Linked DNA regions of Gossypium hirsutum: region 2 is linked to region 1. A link is a contact called in public Hi-C data. All regions are on one chromosome and are shown on one strand. The core of a region is the stretch at or near the end of the contact, and the rest is flanking DNA. Distances in the headings are between cores, read along the strand shown.

Region 1 (3,391 bases), core at 155-2,654:
TTATAACTTATAACTTTGTATGAACAGATAAAAAGAAGTTAGATTGCCTTGTTTGAGTTTAGAAATTAAAACTTGAAACTCACAGAAAGAGGCATAACAAGTAATCCGGTAACAACTTACAAGCATTCCAGTTCATTGTCCTTTGCAGAGGTAGACAAAGACTGATGAACATGATTTTACTGTCAAAACATGATTAAACCATAACAATCATCACCCAGATAAGTTCCCGAGAAAGGCAAGGCAGTCGCTCCTGGGAAAGGGACTCGGAAACAATCCTAACCTCTTATCTCATTTCATGAAGATAAAAGGAGACTACCAAGTCCCAACGTAGACCCTTGCACTTACATATTTCAGCTCAATGCTATTATTATCGCACCCAAAATCATTTCTAACAAAGTCTAAGTTTATGTAGATGAAACGTTGAAGTCAATGGACTTTGCACTGCCTCCATTAGACCCAAGGTTTGACATCATTGCAGCTCTCAAACTAAAGCAAGATAAGCATTTTAAAGATAGAATAATTTGGATATTCATTCCAATGTGGTACTCCGTAAAAGTGATACCTGAGGTAAGGAACCAAGTATACAACAGAATACACGGCGTAGCGCCGCTTTCCAGAATCAAGCCAAGCAAAAACCCAGCTCTATCAAATCATAGACCAAAAAGAAAAGTTAGCAATTTAAAACGAAACCCCACTTCCCTCTTCAAAAAAAAAAAAAAGTGAGAATTTCAATGTCTAACCAGCCAATTGAAGTAAGGGATAAAACTAATAATTCCCATAGCCGCAAACCTCGTATCCCCTGCATCAATAATCGAACTACCACCATCTACTTCCCCTGTATCGGCGGCAGGAAGAAGTAGTGAACTCAGCATACAGGCGCCGATTGCAGCCGCAAGGGGAGCATCCGGTGAAAACTCCGCTCTGCATATTCCTCTATTAATCTTCTTCTTCTGTAAAAATCCATAATCAACAACCAAAAAAAAAAAAGAAAAAGAAAATAACTAGAGAATATAAAAAAAAGAAAAAAAATTCACCTTTTTGTGGATTTTAGGAAAGCAATGAAAAGCAGGTTTAAATTTGGGTATTGAAGAGGGTATGAGTGAAGGGTTTAAAGAAAATAAAGAAGCGGAATAGGGTTGAGAAAGGTAAAGGCAGATCATGGTTGGGTGGTTGCAGCCGCAAACATTAGCAGATGAGTGAGGAGTATGGCGCCCGCCTTTCCTCTTTGTTGGTTCCGAGAGTTGAAAGAAAGAGTGGGAAGTTGAAAAGGCTGGGGATTTTGGGAAGGGTGACAAGTGAGAAAGATGGAGGTTGACAACGATTTCAGATCCTGGCCTGGAGTTGGATGTTTCTGCCGATTGCTTTCCTGCTGATTTTTTAAATTTTTGTTCATTTTAAAAATGTTAACTTTGTTTTTTTATTATTAAATAATATAAAAAATGTAATTTTAATTTTTAATGAATTGTATAATTAAGTTAATTGAGTGAATTAATGAATTTAACTTTAAAAAATAATTTTTTCTTTTTGGATTAAGTAATATAAAAAAAGTGTGAACTTTAATTTGTTGGTAAAAAATAAAAATAAAAAAGTTAACTTTATATGTTGGTAAAAAAGTTTATCAATTTAAAATAGTAATTATATTTTTTTTGATAAATAATTGTTTTTAGATAAATTTATGTTTCTTTTGAAATTTTACTATTTAAAATTTAATTATTATATTAAAAATAAACAAATAAAAATATGTCATATAGATATAAATAGGTATATTAGAGTCATAAAAAGTTAAATAAATAGTTTTAAAAACATAAAATTTGAAGTATATTAGTGCAGATAAAGGCTATTTTTAGCCATATTTCACGACGGCGAGGCAGTATAAGGTGTTGGCAACATTAGTCAAGCGGTCATTGTTGTCACACCAACGTGCGGTGGTCGACAGGGTTTCATGTTGGTTCTTGTTTCACAAAAGTCCATTCTTTTTTTAGACTCTTATTCGAAATTAGGGAGTAAGGGGTCGAAAGAGCCTACACTATTGCGAGCTTAACTGGGAGCACGATTGGGCCAAAGCTGAGTGTAGATTTAGGGTTTGTCCAAACAGGTGCAATAAGTGTTTTTGGCAAATTAGAAGTTTTGTTGTCAAATTCTTCTCCATTCGTACAAATTAACGTATCTGCTTTCTTGTGAATTCTGAGTTTGAGTTTCTCTTTAGTTTATCTTGCATTTACAATTATCGAGATTAATGCTCTTTTGAAGAAGATGAAATTCACTGAAGAAAAAGGGCAGGGGTTGTCGATAACAGACAAAGAGGATTTGATACATACTGGCCTAGAGGCTTGGGTGGTAGGTACTTTGGTTTCTGAAAGTTGCTTCAATAAGGAAGCCTTCTTTCGAGTCTTTCAGAATGTATGGTATACTACAACAAAGGTACAATTTTCTTCTTTGCCTTCCACATTAGTATTGATCAAGTTTGGTTCTATTGAAGATAGGAGGAAAATCTTTGAGCCAGGTCGGTAGAGCTTCAATAAATCTCTATTTTGCGATTGGCGGAGTGTATTGATGGTTGCCCTCATGCCAACTATGATTTGTCTAAGGTATTTTTTTGGGTGCGGTTCTAAATGTTCCTCTTACTTGGATGAATCGAGCCTAGCCCTTCAACTTGGGGGTCTATAGTTGAGGTTCTGGCTATTGACTAGAAGGATAGAAAAAGAGGGTTGGGGAGGATATATCCATGTCCGAGTTAGGATGGACATTACTAAGCTATTGTGTAGAGTTTTTAAATTCTAGAGTTTGGGTTTGAATGGATAGTTTTGGTAAACTACAAGAGGCTCCCAAACTCCTCTCATAATTATGGTTTTATTGATTCTACTGAAGAGTATTATTCAATTGTTAATGTGATGTGGGTGTTGGACAATATGAATGTCACATATATATATAATAAGAATATTTTGATGTTATTATTTATTAAGATAGAATGTTAGTTCAAAAAATTGCATACTATACAAATTTCTTTTACACATGATTTATGGATCCAAACACTAAAAATTGAATATTTGTATTTAAAGAAGCAAAAACAAAATTTAGAATATCATGCCTCTATCATTATGTTTCTCTTCATAAACTAAAATAAAGTCGAAAGCTTACCAAAAATAAGCAATCACTTAAAGCCCACAAAAATAGTCCTCGATTAGATAATCCGTTCTTTTTGGGGGGCAGATGAGGAAGAGTTGTGATTGGATTTACAGTGGTTGTTGGAGGAAAGTAATGATTATTTTGGTGGGTTTGGTCTACGCTCACCGCACAAATTGCTAATACACTATATCAACGAAGATGGAGAGGGGGGAAGAGGGGGTGGAGATGAGGAAGGTTGGCTCATCTATTCTAGGACTGAGAGCTG
Region 2 (3,364 bases), core at 32-2,531, 400 kb after region 1:
ATCATAATTAAAAAAATTATAAAACAAATTAAAATATACATTTAAAATATTATAAAACTAATAATAAATATGAAAGGTCATATCTTTAAAAAATTTAAATGTTTTATATTATTAAAAAATAATATTTAAAATTTAGAAAAATAATTTCAAATATATATATTTAAAATTTTAAAACTATATATTATAAAATATTTCAAATATGCATTTCAAATTTTTTAAAATTAATAATAAAAAAATAAAGACAAAACTTAAAAAAAGTAAAAGAAAATGACAAAAGTAAAAAAAGTAATAAAAAAACAATGTAAAAAAAATAACAAGGTGGCTGTCAGGCTGGTGGCGCAATTCTAAATGGCTCTATCAAAAAAATTAATTTTTTTACATGGAAGTTGACGTGGCATTTTAGTGGAGCCAAATGATTTGACTCCACTAATTTTTACTGTAAATTTTAAGTTATTTTCATATTTAATTAAAAAAATAAGTCATTTTAATAATTAATTAAATTTTTAAGTTATTTTAATAAAAAAAAACCTTAGATTCTATTCCATAATCTAGCTACAAATCTAGTACATGCATCATTGTCAGCTTATGTAACTCCCCTGGCATATGCTCTACATATCTTTTTGCATTTCCAAAGCAAAACCAAAGAATCTAATTTCAAGCCATGCAATGTGGTGCAACCTTGATCAAATTGCTGTTCTTTTCTTTTCTTTTTTGCATAATAATTTTTTTCCTTCCAATTAAAAAAAATATATTATTTTAGTCTTTTATTTAATTTTTTATCTTTTTTAGACATTGAATTTACTTTTATTCCAAATCACTCTAAAATAGATAGAAAAGTCAGCGTTTTTAACTTTACTGACATGGCATACACATAGATTTCCATGTGGAGGACATGTCAGCATTTAATTAATTTTTTAAAATTTTAAAAATTCAAAAAATATATAAGAATTATTTTTAAAAAGATTAAAAATTATTAAAATTATTTAAAAAAGTATAAAAAATATATATATTTTTTAAATTTTAAAAAATTAATTAAATGCTTACATGTCATTCAAGTGGCAGGCCACATGTATGTCATGTTAATAAAGGTTAACTTTTCCATCAATTTTGAGATGATTTGAAAAAAAATACAAATTTAAGAATTAAAAAATAAAAAATTAAAAATTAAACGAAAGGCTGAAAACAAAGCCAAATAATTGATTATGTTGGTGTAATGTAATGGAATCCCATTCTTCTGTGTGCAATATGTATAGGCTTTGGAGTATTGTGTTTGTATGCTAACATATATGTTTTCAAGAAGTTTGGTTCAGCCCAATTTTAAACTTGGATTAGCCCATTAAATAAAATACAATTCACTCCTTAGATCCAATTAGATTGAAGCCCAATTCCATCCTTATCTATTTATGAGTTAATTTCACTATACATCCTAAAATTATAACATTTATTTTAAATTGGTCCTCAAACTTTAAAGCATTCTAAATATATCTTCAAATTATTGAGGTTATATGAATAAGAGCATTCAATTATTAAAATCATTAATTTAACCATCAATTGAGATCTCAAGTCCTATGTGGTATAGTTTAAAATAAAAAATTTAAAGGAAAAAAAATGACTATTGTAAAAATGGATGTTGTAAATATCTCAGTTTTAAGGTTTTCGAAACTTTTACAAAATTTTAACTATTCACTCTCTGGCATTTTTTTTTTTAGTTTTACTTTATTTTTAGTTTTAACTTTTAAATATTATATGGTAACATTTTACTTTTCTTTAAAAAATTTATTTTAAATTATGTAACATAAGATTTGATATGTCATTTAATGGTTTTGATAATAGAAGAACCTGATTAATATAACATCGATAGTTTGGGAATGTAATAGAATGTTTTAAAGTTTAGGGACTAATTTAGAATAAATGTCACAATTTTAAGATGTTTAGTGCAATTAACTCTATTTATTTATTATTTCTATATTATTTTTCCAAAAAATCTTATAATTTTTTTCTAAAAGCTTCACCCAATTAGATTCAAGCCCAATTTTTTTTCTTTATTGTTCCTTAAACTTATATTTGTTTTGCCCAAAAACACGTATTATATTTTAATTTTTTACACTTCAAGAGAAAAAGATAGCTTTAGTTTCAAATTTCAAACCTTTTCCAATTAATTTAAAAACCCCTTTCGCAATTCAAAACAAACACCAATTTCTGCAAATATTTCAAGGGGAGAAGCCAGGAGTAACAACGGGATTTAAGATTAGAAATATTTATGGGTTGAATTAGGTTAAGTTGCGACTTGATTTAGAAAATTTTTAAATTTTGAATCTAGTTCAATCTAACATGCTCAAATAACTCATTTCACTATTTAAAAAATAAAATATTTAAAATCTATAATTTTATATTAATATTATATATTTTTATAATTAAATTTAAATAAAAATCTTTTAAAAATTACTTATCGAAGACAAAAAATTTTGCCCAAACTTATGACGGCAGACCACCCAATCCATTAACAAGTCTACTCAAGATAAAAAAAAAATTTCAAATTTGCAAAGAGTATATGAACGTATAACGAATTTTAACCTAATTAAAAATGTTAGTTTTGTTTTCAATAAGGGATTATTACATTGATATTCCCAAACTATAATCCAGATGTAAATATAGTCTTCAAGCTTTAAACTATTCTAATTAAGTCTTCAAAGTATCATTACTTTATCAATCAAATTATTTGACCAACTTGAGCATTAAATGTTAATTTGGATAATGATGTAGAGCATATTTAAAACATAAAAAAAAAATCCTCCTAAATTTATTTGAAGTATACTACGTCTTTTATTTGACATATTAAATTCAAGTCATCTATGCAACAAGTATACATTTAAATTTAATATGTTAAAAACAATAGTCTTTTTTAAATAAAGGTTTAGGGTTCAATGGTAAGGCTGCTGAGAAATGTGTCCATATTGTAGTAAACATGTAACTGTTTTCAGCTAATTTAATAGAATATGTTGAACTTTTTTTTTTAGAAAATATGTCGTTTTTCTAAAAATTTACCAATCTATATTGATTTTGGAGAGAGAAAGGAAAATGTGTCCTACAGGGTGCATTTTCACTGCCACATTAGTGAAACGCCCTGTAGGACGTGTTTTCTCTTCAATGGTAACTTTTCCAATGACTACAAGGGCTCCAACAACCATAAAATTTCATCTATAAACCCCTCTAAACTTAATTATTTTCAACCAAATACTTAATACTCATTCTTCCATCCTATATTCTCAATCCTCAATTTTCAATTTTCAATCCTCAATTATTTTTTAATTATTTTGAATTTTATTTTGTTTGATTTTATTTTTTTCATTATTATTTTTAAATG

What was found. A called contact is a pair of places that touch in the nucleus more often than the background predicts.
Region 2: a Hi-C map of leaf shows a contact between it and region 1, with 5 times the contacts expected there. The contact joins the enhancer-like site here to the promoter of LOC107952222 in region 1. A contact is called at or near these places in 5 of 34 Hi-C or Micro-C datasets (callus and leaf).

What each region holds. Positions count from the first base shown.
Region 1 is chrA02:44,255,236-44,258,626 of Gossypium_hirsutum_v2.1, forward strand. It overlaps LOC107952222, which reads right to left and starts at 1,405. Exons shown (of 6, transcript XM_016887494.2): 1 at 1,035-1,405; 2 at 741-950; 3 at 563-642. The coding sequence starts at 1,160.
Region 2 is chrA02:44,655,035-44,658,398 of Gossypium_hirsutum_v2.1, forward strand. No RefSeq gene overlaps it. Among protein-coding and RNA genes, the nearest start is that of LOC107951143, 5.4 kb to the left of the region's middle. Within about 2 kb of position 1,282, at least 3 of the 9 cell types and tissues checked have an H3K27ac peak or open chromatin away from gene starts, as enhancers often do. A contact at or near this core is called in leaf, where this site is marked.